Linked DNA regions of Sus scrofa: region 1 is linked to region 2. Evidence: chromatin contacts called from public Hi-C data. All regions are on one chromosome and are shown on one strand. Each heading gives the region's core, a stretch centred on a gene start, on an enhancer-like site or on the middle of the called end of the contact. The rest is flanking DNA. Distances are from core to core; before and after follow the strand shown.

What was found. Hi-C and Micro-C count contacts between places; a contact is called where the count stands out from the background.
Region 1: a Hi-C map of liver shows a contact between it and region 2, with 3 times the contacts expected there. The contact joins the promoter of HECTD1 here to the enhancer-like site in region 2. A contact is called at or near these places in 1 of 5 promoter capture datasets (liver), 7 of 47 Hi-C or Micro-C datasets (embryonic fibroblasts, heart right ventricle, liver and 1 more) and 2 of 2 datasets of contacts at active chromatin or transcription factors (alveolar macrophages and skeletal muscle).

The regions. Positions count from the first base shown.
Region 1 is chr7:68,315,318-68,320,319 of Sscrofa11.1, forward strand. It overlaps HECTD1 (E3 ubiquitin-protein ligase HECTD1), which reads left to right and starts at 2,850. Exons shown (of 41, transcript XM_021099884.1): 1 at 2,850-3,508; 2 at 4,817-5,002. The coding sequence starts at 4,959. LOC110261745 reads right to left here and starts at 3,828. Exons shown (of 3, transcript XM_021100055.1): 1 at 3,775-3,828; 2 at 2,386-3,717; 3 at 247-439. The coding sequence starts at 3,828. The coding sequence ends at 2,596.
Region 2 is chr7:68,265,648-68,270,849 of Sscrofa11.1, forward strand. The region is part of intron 3 of LOC102165023 (a long non-coding RNA gene); the gene reads right to left. Among named protein-coding and RNA genes, the nearest start is that of HECTD1, 50 kb to the right of the region's middle. Within about 2 kb of position 2,079, at least 13 of the 83 cell types and tissues checked have an H3K27ac peak or open chromatin away from gene starts, as enhancers often do. A contact at or near this core is called in liver and skeletal muscle, where this site is marked.

The DNA.
Region 1 (5,002 bases), core at 1,600-4,099, 50 kb after region 2:
ATTATAAATGAAAATTAACAAAGTCCTAAGAGTTCTCACCACAAGGGAAAAATAACTTGTTAATTTTTTTCTTTAATGTGGTATCTACATGAAATGTTGGATGTTCACTAAACCTACTGTGGAAATCATTTCATGACATATGTAAGTCAAATAATTACGTCGTACACCTTAACCTTACACAGTGCTGTATATTAATTACATCTCAATAAAACTGAAAGAAGAAAAAAAAACCCAAACATATTCTTACCATGAAATCCAGAAATTTTGCTCCTTGGTATTTACCCAAATGAGTTGAAAACTTAGGTCCATGTAAAACCTTGCACGTGGATGTTTATAGTAGCTTTATTTTCATTGCGAAAACTTGGCAACATTCAAGAAGTCCTTCAGTAGGTGGATGGATAAACTGGGGTACATCTAGATGATAGACTATTATTTAGCCCTAAAAAGAAATGAGCTATTAAGTCATGAAAAGACACAAAAGAAACTTAAATGCATATTACTAAGTGAAAGAAACATGAAAAGACTACATACTGTATGGTTTCATCTATAACATTCTGAATAATGTTAAGACAATAGACACAATATAAAGATCAGTGGTTGTCAAGGGTTAAGGGAGAGGAAAGGATAAATAGGTAGAGCACAAGTGATTTTTAGAGCAGTGAAACTATTCTGTATGGTACTATGATAGTAGGTATGTCTCATGATACATTTGCCAAAATCCATAGAATGTATATTTCTAAGAGTGAACTCTAAGGTCAACTATGACTTTGAATGACAATAATGTGTCAACAAAGGCTCATTAATTGTAACAGATGTACTACTCAGGTAGGGGATTTTAACAGTTGTGCTTGTACATGCACAGGAGATATATGGGTATTCTCTGTACTTTCGCCTTAACTTTGCTGTGAGCCTAAACTACTCTTAAAAAAAAAGTCTATTAAAAAAAAAAAAAAAAAGGTTCTCCAAGTGACTCTAATGTGCAGCTAAGGTTGAAAACTACTGGCCTAGGTTCTTTGCATACATAATCTCCTTCCACTCTTCTAACACTTCAATATTCTGTAATAACCTATAAGGAAAAAGAATCTGAAAAAAAATACATATATATAAAACCAAATCATTATGTTGTACACCTGAAACTAACATACTATAAATCAGCTATATTTCAATAAAAATAATTGAGGTTATTCATTTACATTCTGATATATCTTTAAAAAATATTTTAAAGATATATTTCTTCTTCATTCTTCTTTTTTTTTTTTTTTTTTTTTTTTTTTTTTTTTTTTTTGTCTTTTTTTTTGTTGTTGTTGTTGTTGCTATTTCTTGGGCCGCTCCCGCGGCATATGGAGGTTCCCAGGCTAGGGGTCCAATCGGAGCTGTAGTCTCCGGCCTACGCCAGAGCCACAGCAACGCGGGATCCGAGCCGCGTCTGCGACCTACACCACAGCTCACGGCAACGCCGGATCCTTAACCCACTGAGCAAGGGCAGGGACCGAACCCGCAACCTCATGGTTCCTAGTCGGATTCGTTAACCAATGCGCCACGACGGGAACTCCTCTTCTTCATTCTTAACGCCAAAAACTAGGCCCTTTGGGCTCTTCCTCCCTCCCTCCACTACTGGGGGACTTTAGCAATCTCCCAGTTAGTCTCCTTGTCTAGGTTTTTAGCCATTCTGGACACTCTGGCCCTATACATCTAAGGCCCAGAACTTTTTCAGTCAATGTTCTAGTCCAGAACATGTTACCTCACCCTAAATTCTGGATCCCACATAAGACCCTTCTCACTTTAGCTCTTATCTTCTCTATCATTGCTTAATGCTGGTTTTTTGCTTGAGGTGCTGGTCCTCCTTCCTGTGTCTCAGAACATAGGGTTTGCTTGTATTCTTTCTCCTCCCTTGTGGTGTTCACATTCTACCCACTCTTCAAGGTCCAAGAGGAACCCACCTCCTCCTTAAAGATTTTCCTGCAGCTCTTAAGTCACATTCATAGCTCACAAATAATTATTCTCATGTGTTGTAGTTCTGACAAGATAGTTGGAATGTTCTACTCTTTTCTCTGAGTTTCATCTGTTAACAGGAGACCTAGGGACACTTACCTGCCACAGTCGGACAAGTACTTATAGATATCTTCAGTGCAAATCTGTAATTTCCAAAATACTAGTTCTTCAAGCATATGGTGAACCCAATCTAACTGCTTAAAAGAACGCTTCTCAAATACTATCATATAATATTCATGTTTGTTTAAAAGATGAAAAAGTGAGAGTACAGTGGGTGTCTGGGCATGGGTTTACCTATCTCACAAACCAAGGCATTAATTTCTTGATTTTAAAAAAAGGAAGCTATAGTCACATTTCCAATTAATTATATCCTAAATATCTCCATGTACGTACCATAAGCAAATATATTTTGTTTTCAACGCCTGTGAAACAGAACGTCCGAAGGGAATAATTACAGACATTCTTGCGACCAAAACCCACAGGAAAAAATCAAAAGCACACTCGCAGTGCTGCTGCTTACTGGGGACGCCATTGGGCCTGAATTCACGCTTTTGGGAGCCTCAGTTCTCTCATCCGTACAATGGAGAGAACACTCGACAATATTTACTTCCCCGGAGTTGTGAAAGATTTTCTTTCCAACGAACTGCGGGCGGTTTGCCTCCTAGGACCGAAGGGAGGCGCTTCTCCTCCCGCGACACTTTTCGGTGCTCGAGGAGGGGTGACCAGTTCTTGGCCGGGTACGGTCGCCCTGGTAGGACGCCAGGCAAAGACAGCCTGGGCCGCAGGTTTGACGTGCAGCCTGAGTGCCGTCAGCAGGAGCGCGCCAAGTGTGTACACACCGTGCAAAACACGCTGAGCGTACGTGCAGCCGCGCGTGCGGGGTGGTGGGAGCGCGCTCCGATTGATAGCATAGTGAAGGTGCAGGGCGTACGATAGTAAAGCGACAGCTGACAAGGCCGAGGGAGACCGAGGCCCGGAGTGCGAGAGAGACCAGAGAGAGGCGGCGACGCGTCCCGCCGCCTGGCACCCAGGGCTGGCGCCCCTTGCGCCACTGGCCGACCGGCACCTGCAGCGCCCCACGTGGCGGCCGGCGAGGTCGCAGTCAGTAGAGCCCATTTGCTCCGCCTCCGCGCCGCACGGCTGCCCTCCGCAGCTTCCCCGCCCGGCTCTCCCCCGACCCTCCTCCCTTCCCCCTCCCGGATCGCGATGGACGCGGCCTCCCCCGCCGCCGCCGCCGGCAGCACCGCGCGGGCCTCTGAGCTGTAAGGCCGGAGGAGCCGCGTGCCGGGGACGGGACGTGCGCTGGCTGCCGCTGGTCTGGGGAACCTCTCGCTTCCCCGTCACCAGGTCCCCGCGGAGGAAGGGGAGGGACGAGGAGCGGCTTTTCCTGTGCCGCTTGCCCGGCTCGACCTGCGCGGCCTGCGGCTTCCTGGGAACTCTAGGGCCGCGGCCGGGCCTGGCTCTGCCCGCGGCCTGCTTGGAGCTGGACCGGAGTGGTTTGGGAGGACAGGCCCGGGTAAGAGCTTGAGGGAAGGGGAGGCGGGGACTCCCTGGGCGGTCGGAACGGCCCTGGTGCCGGGATGAGGGATGCCCGGCGGCGGGCTGGGAGCGAGACCCCGGCCCCTGGTAAGGTCGGCGGCACTGCTGTTGACTTACCCTCTTAGCCCCTTTGTTTCCCAGCCTTGGCTCTGCCCGGGGCGGGACCCGGCTTGTCCAAGCCGGAACCTACGGCAGCCCCCCCCCTCCCCTTGTCCTTGAGAAGGTTTCGCCGCCCGGCGGGGCCAGGGACATCTCCCCGGGCCTCGGAGTTCCGGGCGCCGCTCCCGGGAGACCCATCTCCGAGCCCGCCTCGGTGGCCTCCTCTAGGGTAGAGAGGCTTGCTGCTCCTCCTCCAAAACTTCCCCCTCCTTTTCGACACAGGTAGCTAACTTAGCCGGGTTTGGTGCCAGGAAACCGGAGCGCGGTGCCTGCGCCTCTCGGCGCGGGGTCGAGTGGGCCTAGGGTGTTGGGTCACCCCTGCTGACGGCCGCCGTTGGGTGCCCACTGGAACCTGCCGCTGGGTTTATACACCTGCACCTGGGTTGCAGGGGACCCAAAGCCGTCTCTCCTTCACGGCACTTACGAGCTTTTGTAATGACTTGCCTGTTGTGGTTGCTTTTCCTTCGCTGTTGTTGTTTTTAACCAACTGCCCACTCTATGGGGACAGGGAAAGAGGACCATAGATTAGCCTATATTCTGATCCGTAATGTGTTAGTCCATTGTACTTACTTTTAGCATTTCTTTTAAAACTTTTAAAAACAGTTGCCAAAACAGCCAAAATTCCTAATCAAGTTTTTATTCCTAGATAGATCTTGTGTCTATCATTTGTATTTAGATATGGTAAGAATAGCAGTAAGTAAATCGAGAAGTCGGCAGAATTTATGAAATTGGAGGTAATTTTAAAATAGAAACTTAATTTGGAGAGGGATTAGATCAAAATTCTTAGTCTCCTTAAAATACTGATTCTCATCCTTATCCGAAGATCAGTTTTGGGTCGAGGAGGGGAAAGACGTTTGCTGAAAAAAAAGAACTCATAGTAAGGTGTTGTTTGCCTTTTGGCACAGACATTAGTGATAGCAGTACTGGGATAGGAAGCTTGTTTAACTGTCTTTGACAAAGACGGCTCAGGTTTCCAGTTAAGCAGCAACCTAATCAGCTTATATTCTTGTTCAAAACTGGTTTTTATTTAGTGTGATATATGAAGTTAAACCGAGGAATAAGGAAAGTTGAAAAACTGCATTAAGCTCTCTATCCACACACACTTATGAGTCTTTTCTAATTCCAGGAGGACACCACGAAAATTTGGCTCTGGCCCGTGTAAAAGAAAAAAAAAATTTAAACCCACCCTGATCATTTCTGGACATTTAGAGGAATTTTTGCTTTTACTTTTTTAATTTAAGCAAAGAGCCTTTAAAAAAAAAAAAACCATGGCAGATGTGGATCCAGATACATTGCTGGAATGGCTGCAGAT
Region 2 (5,202 bases), core at 829-3,328:
CACCTACAGCTCCGATTAGACCTGGGAACCTCCATATGCCACAGGAGCAGCCCTAGAAAAGACTAAATAAATAAATAAATAAAACTGTTCTAAATCTTAGATATTATTTGAAAATAAAGAGAAAATCTGGAGTTCCTGTCGTGGCTTATTGGTTAACAAACCCAACTAGTAACCAAGATGTTGCGGATTCAATCTCTGGCTTCCCTCAGTGTGTTAAAGATCTGGCATCGCTGTGAGCTGTAGCAGACTCGGCTGGGATCCTGCATTGCTGTGACTGTGGTGTAGACCGGCAGCTACAGCTCTGATTGGACCTCTAGCCTGGGAACCTCCATATGCCGCGGGTGTGGCCCTAAAAAGACCAAAAAAAAAAAAAAAAAAAAAAAAAAAAAGAAAGAAAAAATCTGATTCAGAATGTCTGGGGTATGGTCCAATAATTCTCATTTTTAACCAACACTGTCATCTTGCGTCTTGCTACTGATGGTGTCACAAGTCCATTTTTTGAGAGGCACTACCCTAAGGTCAGCTCCCAGTGTGGCCTTCAGTTGAAAGCGGAGTGGCTGTGAGGCCACATGACCTCCGCCTGCAGCAAATTTGCTGACTAATGCTATAACAGCTATTTACAAAGTAGGTCAGCTCTGCCTCTGTTCACCTGTGTTCTTAAGGATTAGTCAGAAGAACAGGTACCTCTGTCTCTGCTCACCAGCAGGAAAAGGTGTGGTGGAACAGAAAAGTAGGCACCTAGTTTCCATTTTGAGAGTAACACCCATCTTAATGAGTGTCAAAACACCTTAGTCACTTCCATTTTGTTTATGCTGCTCCCTTTTAACGTACTACTTCCTTGGGCTCCATCCCAGAAAAAAGAAATCAAGTGCCAAGCACCATCCCACAAAATGAATTGCTAAAGAGGGCCACATAAATAATGTTGTTCCTGGACCCTTGTTTCCAATACTCACTTCTCTAGTCCTAATTGTCAGCCAGTCAGATTCCTAATGCTTTCTCGGTTCCCTCATAAAGAAGACACCCTTGACTCCTGCAGGTGAAAAGACTATAGCATTGAATGGCATACAGCAGTGTTTAGATAAGTGATTGTAAAGATCTAGGGATAACAGACTAATGATCCCTAGTAATCTACGCAACTTTATTAAAAACTCAGTTTACAGGGGGAGAAAACTGGTAGGAAAAACAGGGCAGATCTCAGACCTAGAAGGACAAATACTGCTGGGAGTTAGATTCTTTCGAAGTCCGTGGAAAACCGATAAACATGAATGTCAGGTGATACAGTTTTCATACATAGTCATTGCCACACTCTTTCCCTGAAGACAGGGAAATAATTCATCCTTCTCTTTGGTGTTTACTCCCTGTGTCCCCTGCTGCAATGTTGCTCAGCCAACCTGTACACACAGGTCTGTATATCTTTGCACAATCTTTCTGTTTTCTTAACCACTTCTTTTATTGCTCACTAAATTCCGCCCCCTTCACTCACTGTTCTGTTCAGAGTCCAGGGGTAGAGACCTGATTTCACTATTGATTCATGAAGACCTTGAGTGAGATCACTGCTAATTAGGAATGATCGTTTCTGTGAAAAGCCACTTCCCCTGAACTCAAAAAACAACCGCAACAGACACTGAAGCACCTAAAATGTGCAATGCACTGTGGGACTTTAAGGAACTACCAGCATAGAATTAGCACTGAACTCCACTGCCAATGGACCTGGATTCTAATTCCAGATCTGCCCCTGACTAATTCTGTCAGCATGGGCAAGTCAGCCTCCTGAGCCTCAGTTTCTTCTCTGCAAAACAGCTGAGCATAGTGGGACCCACTATCCCAGTTTCCCTAGGAGTCCCAGCTTCAGCACTCAAGTTGTGTTCCACTAAACTGGTCAGTACCAGGTGAGCCAGGACAGTTAGTTCCCATCTTGGACAGACTATCTGAGATCCTTTCTGGTTCAAATACTTGTGGGTCTAAACCTCAGATGCTTTTCAAGGCATGTTGTCTATGACCTTCCGAGGGTGTGAACAGAGTCACAGAGAGGCAGGGTGGTGGCTACACGCAAAGAACTTGGAAGGCTTCGTGCCTCCTGATCTGTGACTCACAGGCGATGCTGCAGGGCACCATTCCTGACATCTCAGGGGAAGAGATCAGCTGAGGATGGTACACTCAGGCAGGAGACATTCTTGGGTTTCCCAGTGGGAAAGAAATTCAAAAACAAGGGACTAACGAGAGGAGTTTGTAGCAAATGTTAAAGCTGCCAGCATTCTGGCAAGTGAGCCAATGACCTTTTTAAGCTACATGTACAACTGACTACTTCTTGGCCACCATCCCAATGAAGGCTCCTTTCCCAGTTTAGACTATATTCAAAACTGGCCTGGCAGCAAGGCTTTTAGCATCCTCAATGTAGCAGTCTTACTCCAGCAGGAGATCATATGAAATCAACTTTCTAATAAAGGCTTAAAATATTTTTTTTTAAATATTTTTAAAGCCCAAAACAAAAATAAACAAAAACTGAATGACTGCAAGTGCTGCTGTTGACAACTGAATCTGCTGTCCTATTTTTATGACTTTCAAAAAAGGATCCTAGCCTAACCTGAATCAAGAAGGAATACAGCTGAATTCGAGGTCTTGAGTGGATTTACCACACTGCAAAGGACTACAGAGGTTGCCAGCTGGCCCTGAGCTGACTTTGAAAAGAGATGCAGCTTGCTGCAGACCCATATTTAATTTAGAAGCAAACTTCATAATCACCTGGCACATTTTTCTGTGTGCCTGATTTCAGCTTTGTGCTTAAAATCAACTATTTCAATATCACCCCAATGAATAAATTTGGCCTAATTTTCTTCTTAGTCCTTCTTCTTAAACAGCTGGATCCATAACACAAGCCCCAAATAATTATTGAGTGATGATAGAGCGAATGTACGTGGAGAAAGTCAAAAGAGCTGGATTAAGGAACTAAAAAACAAATCGAGGAGTTTCTTTAACTTAGCAAATTAAGGTAACAGTTATGTAAAGCCTCTTACCTACCCTGAATAGGGGATTGGCATTTGCACCCAGTGTTCTAGGCCGAAGTATTCTAGACTGCAGCCTGTGGTATTCCTGCTACAACCAAAAAAACTTAGTACTCGAGGCTCTAGTTCCAAAGAATATAAAATGCAGTGAGGTAGATCTACATTTTCTCTCCCAAATGGAGACACATTCTTCAGCATGTCTCCAGATTTTCCATGAAAAATTAAGCATTTTGTGCTTTTCTTTTGCAAGTCAGTGATTTAGCCTGTTTGGTCTGAAAATCTTGCTATAAAGTCCTGTTTTTTTTTTTTTTTTTTTTTTTTTTTTTTTGTCTTTTGTCTTTTGTTGTTGTTGTTGTTGTTGCTATTTCTTGGGCCGCTCCGCGGCATATGGAGGTTCCAGGCTAGGGTTGAATCGGAGCTGTAGCCACCGGCCTACGCCAGAGCCACAGCAACGCAGGATCCGAGCCGCGTCTGCAACCTACACCACAGCTCACGGCAACGCCGGATCGTTAACCCACTGAGCAAGGGCAGGGACCGAACCCGCAACCTCATGGTTCCTAGTCGGATTCGTTAACCACTGCGCCACGACGGGAACTCCTAAAGTCCTGTTTTATCTGGCAGACTGAAAACATGTCCCACAGCCTTTGGAAGTTGCAGCAATTAGTCAACACAATGGTGACTAAAAAAAAAAAAAAAAAAAAAAAAAAAAAAACAGAAAAGAAGAAGAGAGGATTTCTTCTTCCCAAAGACCTCAATCTATTTTTTTTTTTTTTTTTGGTCTTTTTAGGGCCAAATCCACAGCATATGGAGGTTCCCAGACTAGGGGTCCAATAAGAGCTGCAGCTGCCGGCCTACACCACAGCCACAGCCACACCAGATACGAGCCACATCTGGGAACTACACCACAGCTCACAGCAATATCGGATCCTTAACCCACTGAGCAAGGCCAGGGATTGAACATGAATCCTCATGGATCTTAGTCGTGTTTGTTAACACGACTAAGCCACTACAGGAACTCCCTCAACCTGTCTAAGAAATTAAGCCTTGTAAGTATCCCTGGGAATAGCCGTATATTGAGAACAAGAAAGGAATGGCTCCTTCTCTAGAAGTTCCTTCTGGTCCTAAGATGCAGACTGTCTGAATTTTTATTATAAAAGAGTACATTTAATAGTTTATCTTGGCCTTCCAGCCCCAGACCCAGATGATGGTGATGCCCAAGAATTGGACTGCCAATTATAAACTCCTTTTTTTTTTTTTCTTTTTGGCCATGGCCACGGCACAGTGTGGAAGTTCCCCAGCCAGGGATGGAATCTGAGCCACAGCAGTGACAATACTGGGTTCTTACCCTGCTGAGCCACAGTGAAACCCCAATAAACATTTTTTTTTTGTCTTTTTGCCTTTTCTGGGCTGCTCCTGTGGCATATGGAGGCTCTCAGGCTAGGGGTCCAATCGGAGCTGCAGCCGCCAGCCTACGCCAGAGCCACAGCAACGCGGGATCCAAGTCGTGTCTGCAACCTACACCCACAGCTCATGGTAATGCTGGATCCTTAACCCACTGAGCAAGGCCAGGGATTGAACCCACAACCTCATGGTTCCTACTTGGATTTGTGAACCACTGAGCCATGACAGGAACTCCTCTAATAAACTTTTTAAGGAAGAAGTGATGGTGGACAACAAGGAATTCAACATGCCAAAGCCCCCAGAGCTGGCGGGAAAGAATGTCCCTAGCCCTTTTGTTGTAGGGAAGCAAAACCTGTCACCCCAAAATGTCCCTCTGGCAGGCAGATTATTTCAAGCTGAAAACAATCAAGGCTCAGAAGACTTAAGAAGAAACTTTGACCTTCCCCCTCACTGCCTAGAAGAATAGAGGAGCTATTCCAGCAAAGAGCTCTCACTATGGATGACTATAGTATGAACTAGGTGTGGTAGGCAAAAGAAACCTAGCAAAGTCTGTTAAAATCCCTCTCTGCCCCACTGTCTCTACAGGGCCCAGCAAACATGTATCTAGCAAACATTTGCTTGTCCATCTCCATGTGAATTGCCTTCTTCCCCTTTGAAAGTCCCAAGCCACTGCTCCCAACATCCTCTTTTGCCTTTAGCTGAAGATGGTATTTAAGGTGAAGGTTTCGGCCATTTTGATGAATTACAGTTTTCCTGGGTCTCCCCCATGTATACATGTTATTACGCTTTTCTTTGATTT